2 separate regions of the Macaca mulatta genome follow, and region 2 is linked to region 1. Evidence: chromatin contacts called from public Hi-C data. All regions are on one chromosome and are shown on one strand. Each heading gives the region's core, a stretch centred on a gene start, on an enhancer-like site or on the middle of the called end of the contact. The rest is flanking DNA. Distances are from core to core; before and after follow the strand shown. Region 1 holds the start of GXYLT1 (glucoside xylosyltransferase 1). Region 2 holds the start of PPHLN1 (periphilin 1).

Region 1 (5,216 bases), core at 1,673-4,172:
GAGGCTATACTGGCCAACATGGTGAAACCCCGGCTCTACTAAAAATACAAAAAATTAGCTGGGCGTGATGGCAGGCACACGCCTCTAGTCCCAGCTAATCGGGAGGCTGAGGCAGGAGAATCACTCACTTGAACCCGGGAGGCGGAGGTTGCAGTGAGCCGAGATTGCGCCACTGCACTCCAGCCTGGAGAGAGAGCAAAAGTCCATCTCAAAAAAATTAAATAAATAAATAAAGAAAAAAAGAAAACGCCCATTGATTGAATGCCTATTGTATATCCAAGATGTACTAGGAGCTATACGAAAAATCAAGATTAATCTTTTAAATATAAAATTATTGAGATATGGCTTAATTCTGAATCAGAGAATTTTCCAGATCATGGAGATCTCTATCTCCTAAACAACAAATTTTGATACTCTTAAATTACTTTTTCTCCACCTAAATTTACCTATTTGATAGGATGAATGAAGGTCAACATGGGTTAAAAATTTGGATATCAGTCTATCAGAGAATTAAGAGACTGGCATAGAGAAAAAAATAGATTTAGGAATACATACCTTCACGCAGTACATGAAAGAAACACCTAACTGTTGTGACATCAAATATGTTAAAGCGTCTTCATAACTTAATTTTAGCAATATCAAAATGCAATGTGTAAATCCGGTTAATAATTAGAGGGGATGCCAGCATGCACACAGCTCCTTAAAGATAGCCAGTTAAGATGGTGTATAATAGAAAAATCATTTCTATTTTTGGAATGGTTTATATAATTTTTCAACAGAAAATTACAGGATTAGAAGGAACCTAAAGGGATAATATGGTCCAGTACCCTGATGTCAATAAATGAGTGGCTATTCTTCCCGATATGCTCTTTTCATAAAATTGTTGCAGAAATGAAAATTGCTTGCCTTCTCTTTTTGCCATTCCATTATTTTAACCATCTGTGGGTCAAGGAGTTATTCTTAATTATTACTACGTTTAGTTTCTTTGTTGAAATAGATAAGTTACAGTTAGTATCTTTTAAATTAAACATTTTTTGAGTACCAGTCCTTACTCTAGTTTCTTGGTACCATATCCTTCAGCTTTCTCTCAAAAGGTATTTTCATTATTATCAATGCTTTTCCTATCATTCTGGGTACTTCGTTAAGTTTATCTTCATTTCTCTAAGAAGTGTAAGTTGTAGTGGAAGGATTTAGCATTCTCGTGATTCTTATTTGCCTGTCCTGCCTTTGAGAGCAGTACACTCCTTTATTTCTGAATACTCTGCATCCGAGCCCCTTGTCTGGCATGTAGAATATGTTCAATAAATGTTTATTGAATGCATAAATGTATGTTCTCATTCTCTTTACACATCTCGATAGCATGCTAATTTTCATTTTTTATCAGGTAAAGTAAGAAGGGGAGGAAGTTGAACCTTAAATTTGTTCAGTGACTTTCTCATGGTCACAGAACCACTACTTTTTTGGTATAGGGAGCCAAGGATCCAAATGGAAACTGCTACTATATTGAGCATTTCCCCACCTTGTATTTCATGGTGAAACTTGTCAACTCCCCAGATGCAATTTCAGCAGTTAAACGCATGATTTTTCCCTATGAATGTGTGTTTGTGTGTGTGTGTGTATTTTGAAGCCTCCCTTCCCTCACTTTTTGGCACTGGTGCTGCTTTCTGCTTCCAATCTCTCCTCTAGCTGTTTCAGCCTCCACACTACAGCCAGAGTCTGCTCTCTAAAATGCAAATGTGATCATGTTACTTCCCTATTTAAAAACCCTTCAATGGTTCACTAGTGTCTTGCAGATTAAATTCAAACTCCTAGGTGTGCTAAACAAAGCATTCAAATATCTGGCCACTTCTACGCTCTTATCGCTCGTCATATCCTCTCTTGCATTCACTTAGCTGGTGGTATCAAACTTCTCACGGTTCCCTACACAGGAGCCTGTTTATTGATCCTTCAGCCTGGAATTACTTCCCTTAACCGACTCAAGACTCTAGCGGCACCTTTGCTATGAAGTCTCTCTTGACCACACTCGCAGACAGAACTGATTGTTCCTTTGTGTGTGTCCCTTACAGGCCTGGATCTTAAGTCTGTATCATTGTGTTGCGCTTATTTACAAGTATCCGCTGTCCCACCCACGCTCCAGTTAGGCTTCTTTATACCCCTAGGTACTCACACAGCGCTTGGCCCAAGTGATGCTTTATAAATGGTCAATGAATGAACGTAGTGGAAACAGCTGAAGAAGAGGGAGAAGAACTGGGGAAGAAAGGAGAAGCTCTGTGGGGAGAATACTAATTGTTTTGCACATGCAAATAATGAGTTGTGAGGGAGGTCAAAAAGGTCAAAGGGAAGAGCCCTGCAGTACAGGAACTGTCTGCTGGCAGGCAAGGTCCGCATACCAAACACACGAAGCAATGAGCTTATCTGAGTGAAAATGGCTCGTGCACATTCTAGTATCACAGAAACTTACAGGCTGGGGGAGGATGGAGAGGAAAGTGGCCTAGTCAAGTGCCTTCTAAGTGCTAGGCGGTTTTCGTGCGTTAAACAGTTTAATCTTTACAACCACCCCACGATGAGGATAGTAGCTCCATTTTAGGGACGAAGAAACATGCTCAGAGAATTTAGGTTACCCAGTGTCACAAACCACCATGTGGAAGGACCATAATTAGAATTTAGGTCAACTGCCTCCAGAGCCGAGGCTTTCGCTCCACCTCTCTCGGCGGTCGAGACCCACTGGGCTCCAAGTCACCTGCGCGTCAGCCTGCGCTCACTCTTCCCCGCAAGCGCGCCGCGTTCCGCGCGCCCACTCCGCCCCAGGCGCGCCAGCCCTGCGTCCCTCCCACGCGATCTGCGCCGGCGCGTCCAGCCCTCCCGCCCGGGGGAGAGGCGGGGCTGCGTCGCTGCGGCTGACCCATGGGCGCACGGCGGCAGAGGCGGCGTCCGGGCTTCCGGGCGGGTTGTCAGCCGGCTCTGGCGCCGCGGCTGCGCTCGCCTAGGTGGTGGGCGGGGAGGGAAGGAAGGGAGCGGGTGCAAGGCGGCGGCCGCGGCGGCGGCGGCGGGGGAGGAACTTGTTGCGCCCGCAGCTGCGCGGTGCCGCTCCCTCAGCTCCAGTTCGCCCGGGCGGGCGCGGCGGCGGCGGAGACTGAGGATCGCGGCCGGGGCGATGCGGCGCTACCTGCGCGTCGTCGTGCTGTGTTTGGCCTGCGGCTTCTGCTCGCTTCTTTACGCTTTCAGTCAGCTCGCCGTTTCCCTGGAAGAAGGAGCGGGTGGCGGTGGCGGGAAGCCGCAGGCCGCGGTGGCTTCCTGGCTCGCGGGCGGCGGACGCGGCGCCGTGAGAGGCACGGGCGGCGCGGGCCCCGCAGCGCATCCCGGCGGGTCGGGCAGGTACGGGCAGTTCCCGGTGGGGGACGCGGCGGGCGCAGGGCGCGGGCTCGGCCTGGCCCGGGCTGCTCGCGGGTCGGCGCCGCGCCTCCCGCGTCTTTCCTGCGGTTTCTGACCCCTCACTGATTTCCCTCCTTCCCCTCCGGCCGGGACTAAACCAGCGCTGCTCCCGCCTGAGAGTGTCCCACACTTTTTGTGTTTGTCTTTTGACCCAGTCATGCGCCCTTTAAAGCAGTTAGAAATTAATTTTCAGTTTTTTAAAAAAAGGATTCTTTGAAAATAAGAAGTGTTCACAAAAGCCTTGCTGCTGCCTGGCTAGTGAGAATTCCTTCTTGTTTCAGTGGAGTTCAAGTTGAGATATTTAAACATGAGGCTGGCGCCCTAGTTCAGTGTTGAAGGATTGTGCGTGTATGTGTGTGTGTTTTGTCTCTCATGCTGATTTTGCTGTGTTAACGCTTACACTTTTAAGCATTAGCCACGGTTAAATTTGGAAATGGCATTTGTGCGGGTTGTGAAATTTTCTTTTGGAAACACTATCTTTCTTGACAAATCGGTATTTAAAAAGCGACGTAATGACCTAGGTGGCTTTGCACAAATCACTGCCAGAGTAGGAATCGACACGAGATTTAAATAGAAAAAAAAATGTTTCTGTCAACGCATTATGAATGCTTGAAATCTGAGCGTTTACACTGCCTTGCAACATGGACACTTCCACCTTATGTATGGGCACCTCTCTGGCAACGACTGAAGTGCTCCCTACCAAGACTTGGCAAATGCTGCTTTGATACAGAAAAGTATAGGATTTGTCTGGAGAGGGAGTGTAGGTCAGCTGTGGGCTGTTTAACATCATTTTGAGAGTCGATGGTCATTCCCAGAATGAAAAGGGGAAGTTTGGGCAGAGTAGCAGCGTGGAAAGCGGACTTGTCGTGTTTTTACCCTGCAATTTGATTACAGTCAGGGTAATTCCTACATCAGGACCCTCAGTTGTCTGTCTTGGGAGAAAGCATTCACTGAAAACTTGAATGAGCTCGTGAAAAATGACAGGTTGAAGCTAAACTGTTTATGGCCTAGTACGTTATTGTGAAGCATTTGCAATTATGGAAAATGGATTATATTGGGCAAAATTGTAAGGAGGCAACATTTTAATTAAATATTTAATGAAGTTAGACTGATGCTAGCATTGCATTTTTAGTGCCTTGGTCTTAGATATTTTATTTTGTGACAAAAATTTACAAATTTTGTTTACTTGACCTAAAGTTAACTTTAATAAAATTATTTGAAATTTTTGAAAATAAGAGCCTCAGTTTCAATAAACATCCAATAGAATCATTACTTAAATGTTAAGTTTTATGTGTCAGGATTGAGTCAGCTGAAATGCTGTACTTTTTTAGGTCTTTTGAGTAGCATGACTCTATTTTAAACGAGGTGTACATCTAAGTTAGAACTAAAGGTGTATCTATCTGTCTTTGTAAAAATGTGATGAAGAACAACATGTCACCACATTTGTGTGCATAAGAAACCATTTGGGCAGAGGAACAAGGTGGAAAAGTTGGATTGTCAAGTTTTACCCTATGGTTTGATTAAGGTCATGCAAATTACTAAGACCTCAGGACTCTATTTTACGTATCGTCATTTATGACATCTTTATAGAAATCTCGTAGAGTTAAATCAACTTTTGGCAACGCTTGGTAGGTAGCTCACACCTGTAACCCCAGAATTTGGGGAGGCCGAGTGGGGATGATTGATTGCTGGAGACCAGGAGTTTGACACCAGCCTGGTCAACAACCCATCTCTACAAAAAATAAAAAAATTTTAAAAAATTAACTGAATGTGGTGTTTCACAC
Region 2 (5,216 bases), core at 1,435-3,934, 190 kb before region 1:
CAGGAAGTTGAGGCAGGAGAATCCCCTGAACCTGGGAGCTGGAGGGTACAGTGAGCCATGATCGTCCCACTGCACTCCAGCCTGGGCAACAGAGCAAGACACCGTCTCAAAAAATAAAAAAATATAAAGTACTGTATTCTCTACTAGTTTCACAAGTCACTTGACTTTCCAACGCTCTAAGGATATTTCTTCTATAAGCCCGAATGTACTGCACTAAACTTAGTAGGAGATCCCTGATTGTCCATTATAATTGATCAATTAACTGAAATTACACAAGTAAACAAAAATGCCAGATGTCTGCCTACATATAATATTTATAAATCTGAATCTTATTTCATATATGGATTGAGGTTAAGGTCTTAACTGGTCAGCCTCCTTCCAGTGTTTTACCCTCCATTTTACCCTAAAAAAGGATAATCAACAGTTAATGCATATTCATAATGTGAAGTTTCCAGGATCAAGAATCTAAGTGGTTTATTAACCATAATAAATCCAAACTTCTATCTTCCATATGCCACCTTCTATTATATCTAACCTTCTATTCTCTCCAAAAGCATATAATTATGCCAGTTTCCTTATTGTGCCACAAACAGACTAACACACACTATCATAGAGCTGTTTATTTTCCAAACTGGATACCTTTTCCTATTCTCTCATTTGACATCCAACAGTCCATCAAGGCCCAACTCAAAACCTATTATTCTCCACAAAGCCCATTAAATAAATCCTACATGACTTAAAACAGATTCCAAACTAGTGACTGATAGGCCACATGAGACTTGTGTTTGACCCATTTTTTTTTTAATAAAATTCTATTCCACCGACAACATTTAAAAACTGGGAGAGGATGCTTTTTTAAAAATTCTATTACCAACTTTTTTTGAAAAAAGTAGATGTTCTGGCAAAACTAGGATCATATTCTCACAGAGCCACAACCAGCTGTAGCTGAGTGGCAGGTGACCCCTTTTATGGGTGAAGTATTCATTAACGTTAACTGTCTGATCTCTGAGACCATACCTTCAGCACCTGCAATCATTCAAGAAATACCTGACTGTCTTATGTGCCAAGAACAGTATTAGCTACTAGAGTAACAAAGACCAACAAGACAAACACAGTCCCTCACCGATAGCCTCGCTTAGTAGGGATGGTAAAGAAACAAGCAATTAGGATACGTGTGATAAATGCCGTAAGGGAAGTGCAGGGCAGCTAAGAGTACACAGCAAAAATACCTAACTCTATGGAAGTTAGGGAATACCCCTCAAGTAAAGTGACAGCTAAACTCAGATCTTTAGTAGAAGTTATCCAGAAAAAGGCAAGAGGGAACAGGGAGCTCAAATGTCCCAGAGAGACAAAAGAGCCTTTGTGAAGATACTGAGGGAAGACAGTATTTTAAGGAATTGAAATCAGTTCAACATGGCTACAGCCATGCCCAAATTTTAAATGCAGGGTCAGAGAAAGGGCTCAACTGAAATGGCTGGCAGGAAAAGCTACGTGTTATCAATAGTAAAGGTTAGGAGATGAAAGAGAATTTCACTAAAGAAGTTGAATACGTAAAATAGTTTAAGCAGGAAATAGATGTTTCAGAAAGCACAGATGGGGGTGTTGAGGGGTTAAATGGGGAAGAAACGAAGAAGTAGTGATAGCCTAAGTCGAAAGGAAGCACAAAGCAGCATGGAAATGAGACTATAGCACAGAAGACCAAAGAGGCTTACATCTTGTGCGGTAACCAAGGATAACAGGGATGTAATGCATAGTAGGTTTGGCCGGCCACAAGTTTGCCAAGAGACTTAGTCCCAGCGGTCCCCTGGCGGCCACGGAGGTATTCAGGCCTCTCAAAATTCAGCTGCGCCCTGGATGGATTGCACTTCCGTCCCTCTAGAAGACATCGGCTTCACTCTGGATAGATTGTGCAGGCTCCAGGCGAGGCTCTGGGTTCCAGGCTGCTAGAACGCAGGCTCCCAGGGAGTGGTTAGAGGCCTGGTCTGTATGTGCTGGTGGGCAGAAGTATAAACTACCTTGCATTATGTTCTGATTTTTCTGTAGGAATGATGGGCACGTTATGGCCTCTTACAGAAAAAGCAGTGCGTAGCCATTATAGATTTACAGGAAGAGAAAAGGTGCCAAGAAGTTCAACATTTGTCCATACCCACGCTAAAGATGAGTCATTCTGTGAATCTAACTCTCCCCAAGTTGTCCTTGTCTCCCCAACTAGACTGAGATCTCCACCAGAAAACAAAACAAACCAAAAAAAAAGGTCCGTTTATTTTGTAGTTCCCAAAGTGCCTAATAGCTGGGTACGGCGAACACCTTCAGTACAATTACGAACTTCCTGACTGCTCTCGGGTTACTGAAGTTACCTAGCTCAGTCTTCTTTTTGCATATTAAGGCGCTACAGAGAGGCGAACCCGTATCTTAAGACTCAATACTTCCCTTTATTCCAAACTCCACTGCGTCTCTCCACCCTCAACCGCATGGGCAGAATTGCTGCACAATTCAAAGGCAGGGGAATCCAGGACCCGACACAGAAAACTCCCGCCTGCCCCCGCTAAACCCCCAGCGTTTAGCAGCCCGCACTCGCTCTGCATCCATCTCTGGGAAAGGTAAAAGTCGCTCACCGACTCTGGCCCTCCGAGACACCCCGTAAACGTAGTCGTCCGCTCGCCGCCGTTATCCCAGTAGGCACTTCCGGCGCGCGCATTGACGTCAGCGAAGCGCTCGCCTCTGGGCCCGCCTTCGGGGCCCGGATCTGAAACAACCGGGAAGAGGCACCGTGGCTGCTACCATCTGGTCCCCGCGCCTGACCCCTCCCAGGACTCGTGATGCCAAGGCCGCTGCGAGCGGCTACGAAGAGTCGGGGTTGAGCCCCAGCTGAGCTGAGGGCTCGCACTCTTCTGGTCTCCCAGGCCCACCCCACGTGAAGGTAAACGCCTCCTCAGCTGCGGCCTTCTTTTCTGCGGGACCCCCTCCCCAGACTCGGCTGCCAAAATGCTCTGCCCCTCTCTCCTGCCACCCTTTTTATTCCAGGACCTTAACGTCTACCTGCCTTCGCGGCTCTCAGCAGAACGTCTAAGGCATAGTTTCAAATGAGAAACTTTTAAAAAGCGACCTATCTATGTTGAGTTCCTGAAGTTTTCTAAATAATTCCCCCAAAACACCAAACATGAGGCAGTTTTCTCATTCCTTCACGAATTGGCATGCCTTAGAGTCAGTACTTTTCCATTTGTGATGGTTCGTCCCCCATCTCAAATACACACCACACGCTCTTTTTAAATCAGAAATTTGAATTTGGTTGAGTCTGATATTCTCACAGTAATTTGCTGACTTTGTAAGATAAGGTGTGAAAATTAATTACTGATTACATTTGTAAATTTTATATACATATACACACATACATACAAGTCCGTCTCTTCCAGGCACCAAGCCTATTTATATAATGTATCATTTCATAATTTGGCAATAAGCAAAGTTAACATTTCGAAAGAAGTTTATATTGTCAATGCGTAAAGCTTAAATTTCCTCCTTAATATCATACTAAATGGGGAAAAGAAAATTTTCCTCTTTACACACCACTCCAGAGAAAAAAAAATTAAGACAAACAAAAAAGGTACCCAGCCATAGTACAGGCATGCACAGCATAACAACTTTTTGGTTAACAACAAACCACATATACCACAGTGGTCTCCTAAGAGTATAATACATTGTACCATGTTTTTAGTGCACCTTTTCTGTCTTTAGCTACGTAAATATTTACCATTGTGTTTCAATTGTCTACATTATTCACTACATTAACATGCTATACAGGTTGCAGCCTAAGAGCAATAGGCTAGACCATCTAAGTTTGTCTCAGTACACCCTATGATGTTTGCGCTATGAAATCACGTAACACACTCAGAACATACCTCCTTCGTTAAGCGTAGCATGACTGTGTATTAGCAAAAATCAGTGACTAAGGTTCTTTCTGAGTCCCCATGCTCTTTCTGATCTGGGTGAGCAAGGTGTAGGTATTGTCCATATACAATACATATGCATTAAAGCATTTTTTGCTCATAGTCTGAGTGGAAGTTAGGAGTAGCCTTAGGGTTTTTCCTTCATCTATTTAAAACCCATCTCCATACCCATACAGTCTGGCACTGAAAGTGTTGATGTAAAGAATACTTGAAAGAAGAAGAACCAAAAAAGAATTTTTCTTGAGTGGTGACTGGGAAAAAGGAATTCCTTAATTCAGCCTGCTGGAGTTCCTAACTTGTAAGGAAGGTGTACAAATCTGGCATAGTTAAATCGGTGATTGTTAATACTGTATTGATTTTTGTTTTTTGTTTTTTGTTGTTGTTTTTTCAAAATAATACCTAGGACTGGTCTGATTGTTTTATTTGGAATTAAGAATACCTGGTTTAGGCCACTTTGGGACGCTGAGACAGGTGGATCACTTGAGGTCAGGAGTTCAAGACCAGCCTGACCAACATGGTGAAACCCTGTCTCTACTAAAAATACAAAATTAGCCGGGCATGGTGGTGGATACCTGTAATCCCAGCTACTCGGGAGGCTGAGGCAGGAGAATTGCTTGAAACTGGGAAGCGGAGGTTGCAGTGAGCCAAGATTGTGCCATTGCACCCCAGCCTGGGCAACAAGAGCGAAACTCCGTCTCAAAAAAAAAAAAAAAAAAAAGAATCCTGGTTTAGATTGATTGCTGATAGGTTTATTTTCACTTTTAGAAATGAGTGGTGGATTGGCTCCAAGTAAGAGCACAGTGTATGTATCCAACTTGCCCTTTTCCCTGACAAACAATGACTTGTACCGGGTAAGTAAATCTTATCAAGTGACTGCTATTTGAGATACAGATAACCTTAAGCAAATAGTTCTCCTTGGCAAAATTCTTTTTTTCTTTTTCTTCTTTTTTTTTTTTTTTTAAAGACAGTCTAATTCTGTCACCCAGGCTGGAGTGCAGTGGCACTATCATGGCTCACTGCAGCCTCCTGCCCCCTCAGGTGGTACTCCCACCTCAGCCTCCCGAGTAGCTGGGAAATACAGGTGTGCGCCACCATGTCTCTACAAGCTACCTGGGCACCTAAGGTTGGAAGATTGCTTGAGCCTAGGAGGTGGAGGCAACAGTGAGCCAAGATCACACCACTGCACTCCAGCCTGGGTAACAGAATGAGACCCTGTCTCAAAAAAAAAAAAAAGAAAAAATAGAAGCTGTATTTATTGAACATTTAAGT

What was found. Hi-C and Micro-C count contacts between places; a contact is called where the count stands out from the background.
Region 2: a contact with region 1 is called in a Hi-C map of fetal cortical plate, with 2.7 times the contacts expected there. The contact joins the promoter of PPHLN1 here to the promoter of GXYLT1 in region 1. A contact is called at or near these places in 5 of 14 Hi-C or Micro-C datasets (cortical neurons, fetal cortex germinal zone, fetal cortical plate and 2 more).

Annotation. Positions count from the first base shown.
Region 1 is chr11:49,079,948-49,085,163 of T2T-MMU8v2.0, reverse strand. GXYLT1 (glucoside xylosyltransferase 1) reads left to right here and starts at 2,922. Exons shown (of 8, transcript NM_001193857.2): 1 at 2,922-3,375. The coding sequence starts at 3,155.
Region 2 is chr11:49,267,875-49,273,090 of T2T-MMU8v2.0, reverse strand. PPHLN1 (periphilin 1) reads right to left here and starts at 2,684. Exons shown (of 13, transcript XM_077953921.1): 1 at 2,616-2,684. It overlaps ZCRB1 (zinc finger CCHC-type and RNA binding motif containing 1), which reads left to right and starts at 2,772. Exons shown (of 8, transcript NM_001195521.1): 1 at 2,772-2,920; 2 at 4,713-4,798. The coding sequence starts at 4,715.